2 separate regions of the Sus scrofa genome follow, and region 1 is linked to region 2. A link is a contact called in public HiChIP or PLAC-seq data. All regions are on one chromosome and are shown on one strand. Each heading gives the region's core, a stretch centred on a gene start, on an enhancer-like site or on the middle of the called end of the contact. The rest is flanking DNA. Distances are from core to core; before and after follow the strand shown.

Region 1 (5,261 bases), core at 1,652-4,151, 570 kb before region 2:
TAGACTACATGGTTATCTGTAGGCGATTCAAAGGAATCCACTAAAAAATACCAGAACTATTAAGTAAATATAGAAAGGTGTCAGGATTGGAGGTCAATACATAAAAGTCAGTTGCACTTATAATATACTCACACCAATCATAGTCTAAAATTTTTTAACGTTCCATTTGGAATACCAAAAACTAAGAAAATACTTAAGGATAAATTTAGCAAAATGTTTGTTTCCTGAACACTAGAAAATACTGCTGAAAGAAATGAAAGAAGCTTTAAATTAATGGAGAGAGAGATGCTCATGGTCAGAAGAACCAATATTTTCAGCCTGTCAGTTCTTTCCAAATTGATCTAATTTAGCACGATTCAAAACGCTTGCAGTCTGTTTTGTAGAAATCAATAAACTGATCCTAGAATATATATGGAGATGCAAAGGACCTAACACAGCCAAAACAACATTGAAGAAGGGCAGTGGTGGAACCCTTGAATGAGTTGATTTTGCGACTTAATTAGAACCTACAGTAATCAAGGCAGTGTGGTACTGGCGTAAAAATGGACATACAGATCAATGGGATACAATAAAAGTCCAGCAATAAGTCCAATCACATGTGCCCAACAGGCTTTTGGCAAAGATGCCAAAAGGCAAGTCAGCAAGTAAAGGCAAACTGGAACAGCTGGTAATCCCTTAAAAAAAAAAGAACTTCTTCCCTTACCTCACACCATAAAGAACAATTCATCTGAAATGTAAGAAAGACCTAAAGGTTTTTACAGAAGATAACAAAGAAGAAGATCCTTATTATTTGGGGTTAAGCAAAGAGTTCTTAAGACAAAAAAAGTCATGAATTTTGTAAAAGAAAAAATGGATAAATTGCATCACAATGAAAACTAGCTCTTCAAATGACATTCTTTTCATGTAAACATTTTTTTTGTTTTAGTTTTATCATAGCTTTCTTTTTATTGAAGTATATATTTGATTTACAATGTTGAGTTCAGATGCTATTTTTCTTTTTTTCTTTTTAGGGCCGCACTCGGGGATATGGACGTTCTCAGGCTAGGGGTCCAATCGGAGCTGCAGCCACTAGCCTAAACCACAGACACAGCAACGCTAAATCCGAGTCACATCTGCAACCTACACCACAGCTCACGGCAATGCGGGATCCTTAACCCACTGAGCAAGGCCAGGGATGGAACCTGCATCCTCATGGACGCTAGTCAGATTCGTTTCCACTGAGCCACGATGGGAACTCCCAGATGTTATTTTTAATAAAGTTAAAAGCTTACCCACAGACTGAAGAAACATTTCAAAACATATATCTAATAAAGGACTTGCTCTATAACACAAAGAACTCTATATTAAAAAAAAATCTTTTAGATAATAAGCTACCATTGTGGCTCAGTGGTAAGGAAACCAACTAGGAACCATGAGAATGCGGGTTCAATCCCTGGCTTCTCTCAGTGGGTTAAGGGACCCAGTCTTGCCCTGAGCTGCGATGTAGGTCTCAGATGCCACTGGGATCTGGATCTGGCCTTGCTGTGGCTGTGGCTAGGCTGGCCGCTACAGCTCCTATTGGACCCCTGGCCTGGGAACTTCCATATGCCCCTGGGTGTGGCCCTAAACAGATAAAAATAAATAAATAAATAAATGGACAAAAGATGTGGACACCTCACTAAAGAGAAAAGAGAACATCATTAATCCTTAGGGAAATGGAAAGCAGAACTGCATTAAGATAGTATTACAGACCACAGCAATTTCTGCAATTAAAACACTAACAATACTGAAGGTTGGCAAGGGCACAGAGACTGGAACTCCTGTAAATTGCTAGAGGAAAATGCAAAATAGTATAGCCTGGCAGTTTCTTATAGTGATATAAAATATTTATGTACTTACCAGCTATTCAGCAATTCTGTTTTTTAGTTATTTACTCCAAAGAAATATAAACATTTATCCACTCAAAGACTTGTTCACAAACATTCATAGCACCTCTACCTATTCATTGGAGCCCCAGACTAGAAAGGGCTGAAATGCCTGCCTATTGGTAAATGCATAAATTGTGGTACATCCATATAATTGACTACCATTCAGCAGTAACAAAGAGGGGGGAGTTCCCTTCGTGGCTCAACGCCTTAGGAACCGACTAGGATCCACGAAGATGCTGGTGGGGTCCCTGGCCTTGCTCAGTGGGATGAGAGGATCCCGCATTGCGGTGAGCTGTGGTGTAGGCCGGCAGCTGTAGCTCGCATTTGACCCCTAGCCTGGGAACGTCCATAGGCCCGGAGTGCGGCCCTAAAAAGCAACCAAACCAAACCAAACCAAAGAGGGAACTGATTAAACACAATAGGATGAATCTCAAAAGCCTTATGCTAAGTGTAAAAAAGGCAGACACAAAAGACTGCACAAGTTCGATTCCACTGGTACGCAAATCTAGAGTAGGCAAAAATATATCAACGGAAAGCAGATCACTGTTTGCAGACACCGCAGTGTGGGCCCTGGGGATGACCGTGGTTTTCTTTGGTTTCACCGAGAGGTTGTGGATCAGACCGTGGAACAGGATGCTCAGCAAACGTTAGCTTTCCTTGCCACAATACTGTGGAAATTCTGCCAGTCCGCCGGTTTCAGGGCTCTGCCTGTGTTAGGGCTCCTCCTACTAGAATCGAGTGTTTCTTCGAAGGCCGTCCGGTCCAGGGCTTCAGGTGGCCACTGCCACCCGGGGCCACCTTCTCAGCCCTGCCCAGCCCACCTCTTCACCAGCCAGCGCCCTGTTTACTTTGGCCGCCTGCCAAAGCCAGTCCTGAATCGGTCGGGTTTCCCTTTTCTTTTCCTTTTCGGTTCCGCCCCCTTAAAAAAAAAAAAATTCAGTTTCGTTTCTCCCCGGACCTGCCGGCTCCGCCCCCAAACAGCACGTTGGGAGCCCGGCGTCGGGGCAGGGGCGGGGCAGGGAGGCTGCGGGTCTTCGACGGCGCGGAGCGCTCCCCTCGCTCAGTCTCCGCACGCACCGCGACGCGGGGGGCCGGTGCGCGCTCCCGGGCCTGGGCCTTCTCGCTCCGGCGCCTGGCCCCTGGGCGGGCTGGAGCCCCGGAGAGCGGAGGCGTGGACCTGGAACCCAGGAAAGCGGCGATGGAGCGGAGACCACGGAGGAGGTCGCGGGGCGGCGCGCGCTCGGCGCCCGGGCGGGGCCCCGCGGCCGGGCCCCCGCGGTCCGCCCCCGGCGGTCCGCCCCACCGCGTCCGGACGCCCAGGGTCCCGGCCCGCGGAGCCGCGGGGCGCGAAGCTCTGGCTCTTCCCCAGCGCCCCGGGTCTCCGCAGCGCGCTGGCCGGGAGGACCGAGGCGACCCGCCAGATGTGCTGCACGGGCGGGCGCCTGGCGGTGCTGGAGCGCGGCGGGGCCGGCGTGGAGGTCCACCAGCTGCCGGCCGGGAGCGACGGCGCGAGGAAGCCGAGTGAGTGGGGCGGCGCCGCGCCCGCGCGGCCCTCCCGCCTCGGGCCAGGGCTGTGAGTGAGGTGGGCGGCCGGGGTCCGAGCCTGCGGGGTCGGCGTCGCGGTCGGGCCGGGCCCGGACCCTTCTCTCCGGAGCGGCCCGGCTTGTGGGTACTCGGTCCTTCTCTAAACGGCCCGGGAGACTCAGCAGAGGCCCCGACGCCGGCAGCGGTCCGCGGGGCCGCAGAAACGCCCCCCGCCCCCGGCCCGGGCCTTTTCGGCGTTTGGCGCGTGCAGCGCCCCTGGGCTCTGCCACCCCGCCACTCGCGGGCTCGGAGCTTGGCGGGATGGGGACCAGATATCGCTGGTCCGCGCCGCCCTCGGACCCCGCGGGGGGATCGACCGGCCGCGTCTTGTCTTAGCCCGTCCGCCTCGATCCTGTTCAGAGTCCGGTTTCCACGTAACTCCTCTTTAGAACGTACCTGCTCCAGTTTTGCGTCTTTGGAGAACCTTGTTTTCGTGACCTTGTTCGCAAGGATTCTGTCCTACGTTAGCGAGTAGTTTAAACAGGGTGCTTAGGGTGGCGCTTCTCCGCGGTCATCCCGTGTAGAGATCAGGTGGGGTAACGTGTGGCTCCGAGTTTACAGGTAGGGGGCAGACAAAGGACCACATTCTTTATCTTGAAAAATGTGTTCCTCTTTTGAGTGTCGAGAATGATATTTTACCTTTGTTCGTTTTCTGTTAATTTCAGCGACGAAGATCTTTTTTTTTCCTCTTGGTCGTTTGCATTTCCTTATGGTGACCTACCTGCCTGTTCGTTCATACCTTCGCCTGGCTTTTAAATAAATTGCGCTGCGAATCTTTTTCGTAGTAACTTGGAAGGGTTTTTAGAATATGGAGTAAGAGTAGCCCTTTGTTGGCCAAGTACGTTGTAAAACTTTTCCGTTCATGTTATTCGTCAGTCTTTTCTTTTAAGGAGGCTTAGAGCTTTGTGTTACGTTAGAAAGCGATTCACACTCCAAGGCGTTCTGTTTCATATTCTCATCCTTATAGTGAGCTTTTTTTAAGGGCCACACCTGCGGCATAGGGAGGTTCCCAGGCTAGGGGTCGAATGGGATCGACAGCTGCCGGCTTACACCACGGCCGCAGCAACACCCGACTCGGAGCCGCATCTGCCGCCTGCAACTCCGGATCCTTAACCCACGGAGCCGGGCCAGGGATCTAACCCTCGTCCTCCTGGATCCCAGTCGGGTTCGTTAACTGCTGAACCACAACGGGGAACTCCATCTTTACCGTATTTTTTAGTTTTTATTTTTAAACCTAAACATTTTGGTACAGTTGGATGTTATTTTGACGTAAGGAGTGAGATGGGGGATCTGGATTGATTTGTTTCTCCAGAATGGCTAGCCTCATGTCTCAGTACGTTTTTGGAATAGCCCCCTCCCCCCCTTATTTTTCAATTGATTTGAAATGCTGAGTCTCTGAAAAACTTCAGCCCGTTGGGCCATTTTTTCTTTGTTATCCAGCTGCTTTGGTTTCTCTTAGCATGTGTATGTTGAAGTGATTTGTGCTTTGATATTTTTATATGAATAGATTTTATTTCGTTAGAACTGAAAAGTGAAACAAGGTCCCAAATCCTGCTTTTTGTGAACGAATGAAACGCGATCAGTGTAAATGGTACAGAGGACAATTTTAAATCTTTAACTTTTAGAAAGGGCTGAATATGTATTAATGCCAATAAAAATTCTCTTAACAGCATCCTTTTTAAGAATCATTAATCAAATACAATTACCCCTTTTAAGGATGTGGACCTTGGCTTCTAGATGGAGCAGTCAGGAGGGGGCTATTTTATTTTA
Region 2 (4,710 bases), core at 793-3,292:
CTGGATACCTGAGCAGGTAACACATCCATGTCTGAGTAGAGAAGTCCTCCACTAAAAAAGTATGTGTGCCCAAACCATCTGTTCAAGTGTGACTTCATTTTCACTTTTCCATCACAAACATAACCATTTTGTTCTTCAGTCACTCTTCTTATAGAAATACTATGCCATGATTCCTAAACATGTAAATATTTCTTCTACAGTAAAACTGGGACACGGCACAATCGCAGGCCAAGCTGAGGGTGAAGAAGGGTAGGAATGATTGAGAATTACGCTTCCACTGGAGTAAATGATCTCTTCCATGGCATAATTTTATGTCAGCCTTCAATGAAAGTTTGTCATGCTTGGATCAAAATTAAGGAAAAATACAGAATTTCATACATGGGTCCGTCTGCATTTTAGTCGAGGTACATACAGATCAATACACGCAGACCAAGGGCAAAAGCAGTAAAGATCTCATCAAACACGCAGATATCTGTCCATCTCAGGACAAAGAGGTCAGTCTGCTGCTTTACTCTACACACTGCCAGATTGTAAGTTTTTTTTTTTTTTTTTTTTTTTATAAAGCTGGAAAAATGCAGACCTGTGTCTGTAGGAAAATGAAAGCTCAGTATGTTCCCCTTAGGAAAGGAACCTCTTTGGAAAAGGAAAAAGATCAGCAGCTGAATCCTACAAGCTTGGGGCTGAAAGGAAGGGAGTCAGGAAGACGGGCTCACAGGATGCTGAGAAGTTCTGAGCGTGGACATGAGGGTGTCACCTTGCAGTCTTAACTAAGAAAATTCAACCTGTGGGACTAAGCCACCATCTGGTGGCCATTCAGGGCCTAGGTGTCAAAAATTACCCAGCTATGTCTGGTAGGATGCCATCACAGCCTACAACAAAATGCAGCTCTTGCTGAAACCTGAAAAACACATTGGATCTGACCTATATGTGATGACACGTGGGAGAAATGAAAGGTGATAATACAGAATAAGATATTTCTCATGTAGTACCTCCAGGGACAAATATAATGCCCACCTAGAATACAATATCAACTTGAGATTTTATTTATGCATTTGCTATACACTGAAATTAAAAAATTTAATTACAGTATCCTGAAGTTAAGTAATTGAAGATAAATTTGGTTACTGCAAAAGCTTACACGTAAGCACCAACGGAAGTGCTTTGAAATTCATGAATTTCAGCCCTAGACATATACACATTTTCCCATAGATTTTTAGATCAGTGTTATTTACTGCTGCTACAGTATTACAACCAGTGGTTTCTATAGGTGACTCAGGATTCACACACATTTATTAGCTTAGTTAGCTCTTTTACCATCACTTTTAGCAACCCTCCTGAAACAAAAATTCTAGAATTACTAAATGAAAACAAAAATGTGGAATGAAAAAAAATGTTACATTCTCTGAGGGAAATTGATGAATGGTTACTTTAATTCTTTTAATTCATGCTCCATCTAGGCACAAGATATTTCCAGTAGCTACAAGGAAGCGTTCGTATTTAACTCTTTCAGAACAAAAAAAGTCTTACAAGGCTTGAGACTGATCGACAGTAGATCAAGTTCACGGACCCCAATGAGCTCCGCATGCATCGCTCTTCACTTTTTTTTGGAAAAGGAAAGTGGACGAAAAGACGGACTGCCCCCCCCCCCCAATCAACGTCCATGTGAATAGAAAGGAATTTAAGGGAACCTTCCCCCCACCTCCTAGGAAGGGAAAAACTAAGTGACACAGGCATCGCAAAACCGGGAGGGCCGAGGCCTCTGCGCGCCCTGGCAGGGCGCACGGAGGCAGAGGTGGCCTGTACTCACACAGATGGCGAGAGCGCCCGCCCCCATCTCGCAGGAAGTGCCCGGTGGCCCTGATGGAGCCGGGTTGGAACCATCAAGATCACGGCACAGCCCTCAAATTCCACTCTGGCGATGTGCGCGGATGTGAAACCCAGCTCCGGATCCGGAGTCCCCGCGGAAGGCGCGGAGCGGCTCCTAACATTTTCGGAAGTGTGGTTTGGCTTCTGATTTGGCGAAACCCACGTGGCCGGGAGGACTGCCTGGAGTTGAAATTTGATCCAGAGCCTCTAGTACCAGCGAGCGGAAGGAGTCATGTGACCTGGGCCTTAAGTTGCTGACATCTTTTTCGGAAACCTGGCTCGCTAGAGGTCACACACTGGCGCCTTCAGTTTGGAACCGCCAACCACCTGGTGATTGTCATCAATAGGACTTAGCTTAGTGCAGAAAGCAAAGCGAAACACACACCTGCTTCCTGTCGCTACTCATCCCGAAGAGAAATTCACGGAGTCACCCGCCGGTTTCATCTGCAGGCATATTCCTCCTTCTCCCGAGGCAGTTTTCATTTCTATCCCGAGGCAGTTTTCATTTCTATGGCTCCCTAGAAATCGGTTAAATTCTATCAAAATTTTCTTCCTTTCACCTTTATCAGGATTGTTCTACGTGCAGATGCTCTATTTTATGTAGCTGTTACTTACTGCTTCTAATTACATTCAAATTATCTTGCATATACTGGGGATAAACATAAAAGCCCATGTTTCTAGACAGCCATAAATCTACATATGTGATTTACAGTCTGGAAAATTAGCCTCTGGCTGAACCTTCAAGAATTTGCTACTCCATATGCTGTGTCATTAGAAAGTCTGATTTGACAATTTCCAGAACAGATAGCTAAAATATCCATTTCATATAAATCAGAAGGAAACTGCCCTATTTTTTATTATTACTTTTCTGTCAAATCTTTTTTTGGGCACATTTTAGGAGAATGCTGATGAATATTACCTATGAAGTTTCATCTGATGTAACTTTAAAAGGCTTAAATTTACTCCAATCACAAAACATAACAACCTTATATCTTAAGGGGAGGAGGTGTAAGGAAAAGAGAAAACAAATCACCTCCCATTTCAAAACTTCTCTTCAAATCTAGTATTCTTTGTGTACCCATAGCCAACTCATGCTGCCCACAGCGGAGCTAAGGTGACAACTAGTACTAAGCAAACCACAGGACACAGCAGAGTACGTTTTATTTCCACGTGCACACAAAACACTGCACAGACTCGACTTCCACACGGCAGAATAACACCATCCCAAGGCCATACAAAGACATGGAGATGGGAGAATGACAGCATTTTTTCTACTAAAAAAGAAAATTTTGGAGTTCCCATCGTGGTTTAGCAGAAATGAATCTGACTAGTATCCATGAGGTTGCAGGTTCGATCCCTCGCCTCGGTTAAGGATCCATCATTGCCAAGAGCTGTGGTGTAGGTCGCAGACGTGGCTCGGATCCCAGGTTGCTGTGGCTACTGGGGAGGCTGGCAGCTGTAGTTCCTATTTGACCCCTAGCCTGGGAACCCCTATATGCTGTGGGTATGGCCCTAAAAAGGCAAAAGACAAAAAGAAAAAATTTTCAACTTCTAGATTAAGATAATCTAGATGCTGTCACTTCTGCTTCCCATTCACCCATTAGAAAACTGGGCTCAGTGCTAAGGAAAAAATCAAAAAATAAACGTTTGCTAATACTTGAAACATGTGTCTTTTTTTCTGATTATATCAATATTGCTGGTCCATAGTGAAAAATAAGAGCCTAAAGATTAGGTCACCTCAAGGCCTATACACCTTACTGATAATGTATGTACTTTATCTCATGGATGATCCAGTGGGAGAGGGGGGGATAAATGACTAGTAAATGGAGAAATGCTAATAAAGAAGCCAAGATACACCAGAAGAATAACAGAAGACACTCAGAAACATTTAACATCTCTACTTCCAGGATTTTTCTGTGCTTTTTAAAAAACATAATTGAAATCTACTTTCTGATTTTTTTTTTAATTTTATTTATTTTGTCTTTTTAGGGCCACAACCCATGGCATATGAGGGTTCCTAGGCTAGGGGTTGAATCCGAGCTGTAGCCACCAGCCTATGCCACAGCCACAGCCACTCCAGATGTGAGCTTCGTCTGCAACCTACACCACAGCTCACAGCAACGCCAGATCCTTAACTCACTGATGGAGGCCAGGGATCGAACCTGCATCCTCATGGATCCTAGTCAGAATCCTTTCCGCTGAGCCACAACAGGAACTCCTACTTTCTGATCATTTTAAATCCTGGTTTTTTCACTTGGTGTTCTATTGGGGCCTACCCCCATACTGTTAGCACAATAAACAATTTTAATCATGTGTGATTTACATTCTGTATATACAACCATTTAGTCATTCACCCATTTTTAGACATTTACATGATTTGATTTTATATATGTATGATTTTAAGGAATTCTTTGTCCTCTGATTTTTTTTTTTCCAGTAGACTCCTTAAAGTGAAATTTCTAGATCACAGATCATATGAGCATGTGCTAAGGCTCTTGACATGCACTGACTCGGGCAGTTTATGCTCCACGACTCATACTTTCCCAAGTCCAAATACCTTGTAAAATATTTCCTAATTTAGCAAGTGAAAATGATTTATTTTAAAAGCTGCATTTTTTATTGTAATATTAAATACATGAAAAATCTGAGTGCCTGTCGTGGTACAATGGGTTAAGAATCCAGCAGCAGCTCAGGTCACTGCAGAGGTACTGGTTTGACCTTCACCCAGTACAGTGGGTTAAAGGATCTGGCATTGCCACAGCTACAGTACAGGTTGCAGCTGCAGCTTGAATTCAATCCCTGGCCTGGGAGCTTCCATATGCTGCTGGTGCAGCCATAAAAAAA

The links. HiChIP or PLAC-seq counts read pairs in DNA pulled down with a chosen protein or histone mark.
Region 1: an H3K27ac HiChIP or PLAC-seq map of alveolar macrophages shows a contact between it and region 2. The contact joins the promoter of HERC5 here to the promoter of FAM13A in region 2. A contact is called at or near these places in 1 of 47 Hi-C or Micro-C datasets (heart right ventricle) and 1 of 2 datasets of contacts at active chromatin or transcription factors (alveolar macrophages).

What each region holds. Positions count from the first base shown.
Region 1 is chr8:130,588,798-130,594,058 of Sscrofa11.1, reverse strand. HERC5 (E3 ISG15--protein ligase HERC5) reads left to right here and starts at 2,901. Exons shown (of 24, transcript XM_021100766.1): 1 at 2,901-3,189; 2 at 3,245-3,428. The coding sequence starts at 3,106.
Region 2 is chr8:130,018,913-130,023,622 of Sscrofa11.1, reverse strand. FAM13A (protein FAM13A) reads right to left here and starts at 2,042. Exons shown (of 24, transcript XM_021100748.1): 1 at 1,808-2,042. The coding sequence starts at 1,834.